Linked DNA regions of Zea mays: all the other regions are linked to region 1. The links are chromatin contacts, called in public Hi-C maps. All regions are on one chromosome and are shown on one strand. The core of a region is the stretch at or near the end of the contact, and the rest is flanking DNA. Distances in the headings are between cores, read along the strand shown.

The links. A called contact is a pair of places that touch in the nucleus more often than the background predicts.
Region 2: a contact with region 1 is called in a Hi-C map of tassel, with 5 times the contacts expected there. The contact joins the promoter of LOC100279270 here to the promoter of LOC100381935 in region 1. A contact is called at or near these places in 7 of 25 Hi-C or Micro-C datasets (bundle sheath, ear, endosperm and 2 more).
Region 3: a Hi-C map of leaf mesophyll shows a contact between it and region 1, with 2.4 times the contacts expected there. The contact joins the promoter of LOC103641344 here to the promoter of LOC100381935 in region 1. A contact is called at or near these places in 11 of 25 Hi-C or Micro-C datasets (bundle sheath, ear, endosperm and 5 more) and 2 of 3 datasets of contacts at active chromatin or transcription factors (leaf and seedling).

The regions. Positions count from the first base shown.
Region 1 is chr10:87,036,714-87,039,413 of Zm-B73-REFERENCE-NAM-5.0, reverse strand. LOC100381935 reads right to left here and starts at 1,411. Exons shown (of 1, transcript NM_001174709.1): 1 at 187-1,411. The coding sequence starts at 897. The coding sequence ends at 553.
Region 2 is chr10:86,891,783-86,894,482 of Zm-B73-REFERENCE-NAM-5.0, reverse strand. LOC100279270 reads left to right here and starts at 1,405. Exons shown (of 20, transcript NM_001152291.1): 1 at 1,405-1,464; 2 at 1,624-1,810; 3 at 2,027-2,090; 4 at 2,213-2,302; 5 at 2,420-2,476; 6 at 2,578-2,626. The coding sequence starts at 1,650. LOC118473564 (a long non-coding RNA gene) reads right to left here and starts at 1,779. Exons shown (of 3, transcript XR_004853191.1): 1 at 1,602-1,779; 2 at 1-447.
Region 3 is chr10:87,270,755-87,273,454 of Zm-B73-REFERENCE-NAM-5.0, reverse strand. LOC103641344 (shaggy-related protein kinase alpha-like) reads left to right here and starts at 1,312. Exons shown (of 13, transcript NM_001301432.1): 1 at 1,312-1,445; 2 at 2,143-2,340; 3 at 2,443-2,535; 4 at 2,630-2,689. The coding sequence starts at 2,224.

The sequences.
Region 1 (2,700 bases), core at 162-2,661:
GATAAGATGGAGACCTCTTTCTATTCTTTAAAACAATTGTGGCTAGCTAAAATTTGTTCATAGGTCATTGTTTAGTATATGATACGTCTCTCTTCCTAAAAACTTGAGGACATTTAATAAAAAATAAATGAGCAACAAACGTTTGCATATGTGTGTCCATGCATTGCATAGCATCCATAGGGAGATAACACAAACTGAACTACTCTTACTATAAATTAGAAATAATTTCAACGCCACCAAACAAAACTAACATTTTTTTATATCAACCAAACATGGTTATTATTACATGGGATCAACAACTAGCTCAGGAGGGATAGAATGGAGCAGAAAGTAGGTAGACGCGGGAGTCTGGCAAACATGGCAATGATGAGACTGATCCCGCATGTAACAAGAAAGAAAGAAACATCAGGTGCGAGGAGGATGTAGACATAGAAGGAGGGCCTTACAAGGTCAAGAACGTTAATTCTGGCACGAGAAACCAGAAAAACGGAGGTAAGAGCCAACCTCTAGGGAAGAGGGGTCAAGGATGTTTTGACGAAAAGAAAAGCTCAATTAGGATAACACCGGTTCATAGGCTAGGATGATACTGTGACCCCTGCAAGCTTGTGTGCGAAGCTTTGATGATAGTTTTGTTTGCGTAGAAGAGGAAGGTCGCCATTTTGAGCTGATGGCCGTGCGCTGAAACCACGTCGAATGTTTTTGCCATCTTGTTATCCTACAAATAATAAAGATCGATGTTAAATTCAAAGCAATTATTGTATGTGTGAGTGTGAACAGTATTTCTTTGCTCCGTCTCTCCACTCTTAATCGAATGATACTAATCAACAGGCTTGCGTACATTGATGCGGTAAAAGATCTAGGGTTTTCGCCGTCCACAGGGTCATCATCATTCGCCATGTTAGCCAACAAGCTTGGGATCAGAAATCTGCAGAAAGGCAAGAAAAGTACTAGTTCCCAAACAACGAGATAGATATATACACATGTCAGGAGTAAGGGATCATATTGAGGAGAAAGTAATAAGGACCAGGAGTGCCTACTCCCTAGGTACGTAGAAGCTAGCTAGCTAGCTTGAGAACTCACAGTAACACAATAGCTTTGAGAGCTATGTGGAGAGTAGTTAAATATGCATGAGAAAGATAGAGGTAGAAAGCACTACCATATGATAAAGAATTGGAAGAAACAAGTTTTGGTAAGGAACAAGCATGCATGGGAAATGAAGATCACCTGCTTTAGATCGAGATGATGACCGGTCGGATAGATATTTTAGGTATTCAGATCGATCTCAGCAGAGAGATCTTGCATTGCTTGGCAACAAGGTGCTAGCTAGCTAGCAGTTTTATGAGTGGCACAGAAGGAGAAAGCCTATCATCATCTAGTCTTCATCCCTCGAGTTGCTAGCTACTCCAGCTTGTTGCTCCTCATCAGTGACTTGGATGCACATTTATTTATACTAGAAACAAGGAGTAGTGGTGGGATATCTGAATGATGCTGCGCGCTGGTATGGAGTGCCACTTTGAACTTAGCAACTAACGGACAAGTGGGCAGTGGCTCTCCCAAGTCCCAAAGCCTTTTAGACTGACACTGTCACATGAGGTGGCCATCAAGAGAGAATCTCTGTCCTTTTCCCCCCTCTCCTTTTGTCTTGATTGAGTTCGTAATTCACGTTACTCCAGTAGGCAGTAACAAAAACACTTACAGGTGCTATTTGGTTACAGTTTGTGAACTGTAACGTAAATAACAACGGTAATGATTCAATTCAAGTGACAACACGAGTAAATTTGAATAGGCCGCTATCCGTTTATAGTGTGGTATCTAAGTACGTTGTATTTAAACAAAAATGGTTTAACGTTATCGATTATCCATCGCGTTACAATTATGTGAACCAAAAAGTACCTTAGATAGAGCATGTATGTCTGTGTGCATGCATGAGAGAAAGAGAGAGATTATTTAAGTAACTGTATATATATAAATATAAAAGATAGTAGCTGAAGACGGCATTTGATATGCGTGTAGTGTTTATATGAAGAGCGAGAGATGTTTAAGTTACATTGATTAAGATATGTGCAATGCTCTTAATTAAAATCAGTGATTAATGGAAGTGCACGGCGTCAGAAGTCGTCAGATCTACACGTTCTCTCTCACAAGATCGAGCTGGTATAGCATAATGCCCGTCGAACTGGGAGTGCTAGCTCCAAACTCTGAAGCCATATAATACGATGACATGCACACGTACGTAGACGTAGATAGAGTTGAAGCAAGCGCCATCGTCGTCGTCGTCTTCATGCGGATCCAACACGGACTGCCCATGCTGAAGAAGGTACTGATCATGGTCCATTTCTCTATCTCTCTCTCTATCTCTCTCTCTCTCTCTCTCTCTCTCTCTCTCTCTCTCTCTCTCTCTGGGATGGTGGGACCTGGGGTATGGGCGGAGAGCATGCATGTAGATGCAGCCTTCAACAAGACGACACCGTGTGGATTCAGGAGCGATGGTCAGTCAGACACGTCGCAGCCGTACCTGTCATACATGTTAAGCAACATTTTACATCTTCACATATATTCATGGCTAGCTACCCATAATTCTTGTGAAAACAAATAAACCAATAACACCCACAAGTGACAAGTATATATATGCTACGTTTTCGTGCCTCTCAGCATTGTAATCCCTCGAGCTCGATGTGATCAGCAAGCAGTTCAGAAACA
Region 2 (2,700 bases), core at 156-2,655, 140 kb after region 1:
AAAAAACACGATTCAGTCAATGAGTAGACATGTCAAGTTGGCAATTGGTTGATCCAGACTTAATAGTGACATAAAAAAAACAAGTTTTATTAGGACACTAGTATTTAATAGGCCGTCGTGGTGACAAATCCTTTGACCATGAAATAGGAAGGCGCGAAATAAAAAAAATGAACCATACAGATCGAGAGCAATAAAAAATGAAGATTATCAAACGGTACTACCACGCGTTAATAAGAAAAAGAAAGGTAGCAGCAAGCAAACTAGACAGAAAGCAGAAATACCCAACAACAAAAGCCCATGCAATGCAGTAACCATACCTTCCAACCAGAAAAGGCACGTCGATTGTGAGAGCGCACCAATCAGCAGAAGCAGCCAGATCTTCAGCCTGTTGGACTTGGACAGCCATCGACCCATCGTCTTCGTGCAAGAACCCCCCCTCCTGCTTGCCTGCCGGTAATTAAAACCTGGGGTTTCAGAATTCTGTCGGCCATGTCTGGAAAAACCTTTGTTGTAGAAAAGATGGATGGGGTCACTTTCGATCTCGTTCAGAAAGCTCTCGTGTCATGCTGTCCGTGCTACTCTTTTTTTTTTGTTAAAAAAATGGATTTTTGTACGCTTCTGCGCTCTGATCTCGCCGCCTTCGGTTTCCCCTGAAACCGGGGCAGGCTATACATGCTTCTTCTTTTTATATATATATACATATATTTACTATTACTAGTTATTAGGCATTATTCTAGAAAGCGAATCATGTTGCTCTTGGTACTTGGTAATAGTTAAAATATTGTAAACCTTAAGAGCTATACATGGCCAGCAGGCACTGTATGATCCAAATTCCACGGCCCAAACAATCTACAAACAACGGCGGTAAACCTTGAGAGCTAGCAGAACAGAAACACGTTCGGCTGGAATACAGCAGTAGCTACTGAAGCTGTAATTTATAAAGATAAAATATTGTATAAGTGACAGCCGTAGTTGAAAAGCCGCAGCAAGGTGCAGCGAACGATATCCGATATCCTGTAGCAAGGGAAAGGGAGACGCAGGGCAGCAGTTATTCTCGGGCCAACTACCCTCACCCTCCTCCTCTTCCTCCCTCTGCCCGCGTGGTGAGGTGACGCGTCATGTAGCACCTCTCTCTCCGTGAGAAAGGCCGATTCTTCACGCGCTCAGCGCACACACAAATTAAGCTTAATCCTTGGAAGTCTCTCTCTCTCTCTCGCTAAACATGGGCTTAAGAAGTTCCAGTTCAGCAGCGGCGCTCGGTTGGTTAGCGTGGGGCCCGGGCCCCCGCCAACACTTCTCCTCCATCCGCACACAACCTCTCTTCGCCATGGCACCCTTGCCCTCGGCATACCGCATATATAGGGAAGGAAGAGGCCTCTCTTCTCCCTCCCATCGCCAGGGCGTCGGAGCGAGCTCATTCTCAACTCGACTCAAGAGCTCTGCCTCCTCCATCTTCCCTTCTCTGTAATCTCTCTCTCTCTCTCTATCTCTCTCTCTCCCTCTCTCTGTACGAATAGCTGTAGCTCAAATTGATCCTCTTGCTTGGGGCTTTATATGCTACAACCAATGGAGCAACTGAAGTGAACCAAAGACGAGCTAACCTTTCCAGTTCTGGACGTTCAGGGCCTCCGGAGCCACGCTGATCAGAGATGGAGGCGAATCCGAAGAACACCTTCACGATCAAAGTGGAGGACGGGAAGCCCGGGAAGGACGGCCGGCTGGCGGTCGGACCGGTGTTCCGGAGCGTTCTGGCCAAGGATGGGTTCCCGCAGCTTGAGCCTGACATGAAGACATCATGGGACGTGTTCAGGTAACAGTAAGACACGCACGGCGGCTGGCTGAAACAACAGCCAAGAACTCGCTCGCACGTCTAGCTACTCTCTCTGTTTTTCTTTATTGCTCTTTGGATTTTTCAGTTACAGAATCTGTAAAATATCAGACACACGTAGATTATCTATACAGTGCTCAGAAAAATCTTGGTGATGGTTGGTGTGTTTATAATTTTATATTATATGCACTTGTGCAGGGTAGCAGCAGTCAAGTATGCCGACAACCGGATGCTCGGATGGCGTCCGTTCAAAGATGGAGTGGTATGCAAACTTGGGTTAAACGACAGCACCATGAGTAGTGTTCTACATCAGTTCAGGTCTTCCTTAGCTTTACAATTTCCATCTGTATGGCTGGTAAAAACCGCTACGTTTCCGCCTTCTAGCCAGGGCCCTACTTGTGGAAATCATACAAGGAGATCTACGACGAGGTGCTGCAAGCAGGCTCTGCGTTGCAGAAGCTGGGAGTGCAGCCAGTAAGAGCATAAACTGGTCTCGCGTCTTCGTATTTCGTAGAGGTCCTAGAACATTTCAGCGATGGATCAGACCGAACTGATGCTTCTTTGTTTGGCTCTCGTACTGTACTGTACCAGGGTTCCCGGGTGGGGATCTACGGAGCGAACTGTCCTCAGTGGATAGTGGCAATGCAGGTAAACTGCCAGCCGTGACTTGTATGAATTTTAAGCTTTTAACTCTCCCCGTCAGATCTTTTTCTGGATAAACTGTGTTAATCCACAAATGATTTCTGCAGGCTTGCAATGGCTATAGTCTAGTCTGTGTCCCACTGTACGATACTTTAGGTAAGTGTGGGAGACCATTGAATCGTAGGCCCACCACCCACGTCATAGAATGATTCAGATCAAACAATAAAAAG
Region 3 (2,700 bases), core at 63-2,562, 230 kb before region 1:
CAGGCATCAATGAGTAGAGGCACTCGCAGGGATAGCTGCTTTACAACAGAAAGAGAAGACAAGAACATTTAGTAGTATAAGATTGCAACGCCCAGTAATTAAACTAGTCGCAATTAAAAGGGCCGGGAAAGCAAGAGCCAAAAGGCTGTTTCAAAGATTTTTTCTTCTTCTTCTGATGATGATTATTAGTGATGCGTGTCTGGTGGCCGGCCAAGCTAGAGGCAGCTACTGTATCTACGTCTATATATTTATATACAGGCAGTATTTGATAGCTACTACTACCATTACTAAGGGGGTGTTTGGTTTTAGAGACTAATTTTTAGTCCCTCCAATTTATTCCACTTTAGTCACTAAATTGTCAAATATGGAAACTAAAATAGAGTTATAGTTTCCATATTTTGAAATCTATAGACTAAAGTGGAATAAAACGGAGGGACTAAAAATTAGTCCCTAGTAACCAAACACTACCTAAGCTACAATGGAATGCTTTTTTTTTAAAAAAAACAAAATTTCCTCTCTGCATTAGTACGTACTCGCATCTAATAATGGAACTGTTTTGTTTTTGTTGTCTTTAAGCTGGTGAGCTGCTGGCTATGGCGTGCAGGAAGAGAAGAGGAGTGGAAGGGGATCTCAGCAGAGTTGCCCATGCCCATGCCCCGGCCCCGGCCGACCATGACAGCCTGTGCCGGACCCCACCCAAATCATTTCCTTGCTCTTCAAATTAACATAATAAATGTGTCCCCACAGAGAAGTTTAATTAGGAATACATCCATGCATATCGTCTCATCGCATTGAGTTTGTGAGTCGTTTACCTTGTTCTACAAGATCGGAACGGAACATATGGTTTTGCGCTAGATTCAGTTCACACTAATTATTAAAAAGAGGCCATATATTTGTATAGGCCATATTTGTATCACTCCCCTACTACTCCACCATGCAGCTTGTTAGTTGTTACATGTGGTTAAAATAGACAATTTTTATTAAACCAGGTTAACAATAACTAATACTACGAGTTAGCAGCGCTTTATTATAATTAAAAGAGAGAGGGGGGAAAAGGAAGAAAAGAGGCACACCGGAACAAATGGAGAAGCGCTGGCGCCGCTGGAACGAAACTTTCAACGGTCAAACAGACAAGATAATAATCTATCAGTAAAAAAAACTCCATCTTTTTTCCCGCTCTAATTAATAAATAATGAACCAATCAATTAAAATAATGGATTTATTGCTGTCCGGCGATTTTCTTGTGCGTTATTAACGTGTCTTCCTTCTCTCTCCGGCGTCGCGTCGCGTCCCTCCTTCCTCCCTCTCCATTTCCGCCACCACCCCCCCTCTCTCTCTCTCTTCTTCTTCTTCAATCCTCCCTCCCCGCGCCGGAGTTGGAGGAGGGAGAGGGGACAAGCTTTCCGGCGCCGACGCCGACGCGGACCCGGCGCCGACACGATCCGGTAATCCTCTCCGTGCTCGCGCTGTGCGCCTCTCCGTGGATCCGGTCGGGCGTTTGATTCCGCAGCGGCGTCTTCCGTAGCCCTGGCGATCCGTGAGATCGAGGGGCGCTGGCGTGGTGGGCCGGGTAGGCGCGCGCTTTTTTTCGCCGTTTCGGGCGTCTCTGGTTCGCTCGATTCGGGACGAGCAGGCGCGAAAGGCGTCCTCTTCTGGGATTGATTTTGTTTGTGATTTTTTCCCGAACGGCGGTAGTTTTGGCTTCCAAGGTCCGTTCTTGCTCGTGTCGGTTTTCCACCCGCGTGAGATGGATTGGTGGGGAAAAGTGTCAGCTTTGGCGCGAATTTGGCGAGATGCATCGAGAACGGTCTTCCTCCTTTTTTTTCGTGATTTAGTTATGTGCTAGTACGTCTGCTAGATGTTAATCACTCTGCTAGGATAATCTTCTCCATTTATGATCAGAGCTGAATTGCTCTCGGACCAACAGAGTTTCCAATCGATCATGCTAGGGGCAGGAGACTTCCCGATTTGGAAGGGGTTGGCCTTTCCTTGTCAAGTCTCCCAAGCCTATCTAGCAATACAAACATGCCTGCAACTGCAAGTGAATGTGCCTTTTCAACAAACATTTCATTCAACCGCTGATTTCTAACATCCCGATCATGTGTTTTTTTTTTTCACCTCCCGTAATCTTGCTCTTTACAGGTGGATCAAGTGCATCACACCTTTAGGGAGGCCCCTTGGACAGCAGTTTGTGCTGCAAATTCTATATAGCTCTGTCGCAGCATGGCCTCGGTGGGCGTGGCACGCTCTTCTTTGGGATTTCAGAATGGCACAAGTTCTAGCAGTGACCCAGATCGTCTTCCCAACGAGTTGGGCAGTATGAGCATAAGGGACGACAAGGTAATCTCATCTCCCCCGAATGTTTCATCAATTATTGCTTTCTGGTGGGTGCTCAGTGCTCACTTTGTATTTGGTTTGGTTTTTGTTTGAAAAAAAATGCAGGACGTTGAAGATATTGTAGTCAATGGCAATGGGGCGGAGCCTGGTCATATCATAGTGACCAGCATTGATGGGAGAAATGGGCAGGCAAAGCAGGTATTTTAAACAAAAAAAACATATGTCCTGTTATTGTAGGGAACTGAAGGTCCCTTTCTTTCAATTTACTGATGTATATATATGTGCACCGCAGACCATTAGTTACATGGCTGAGCGGGTGGTAGGTCATGGGTCCTTCGGAACCGTTTTCCAGGTTTGTTACTA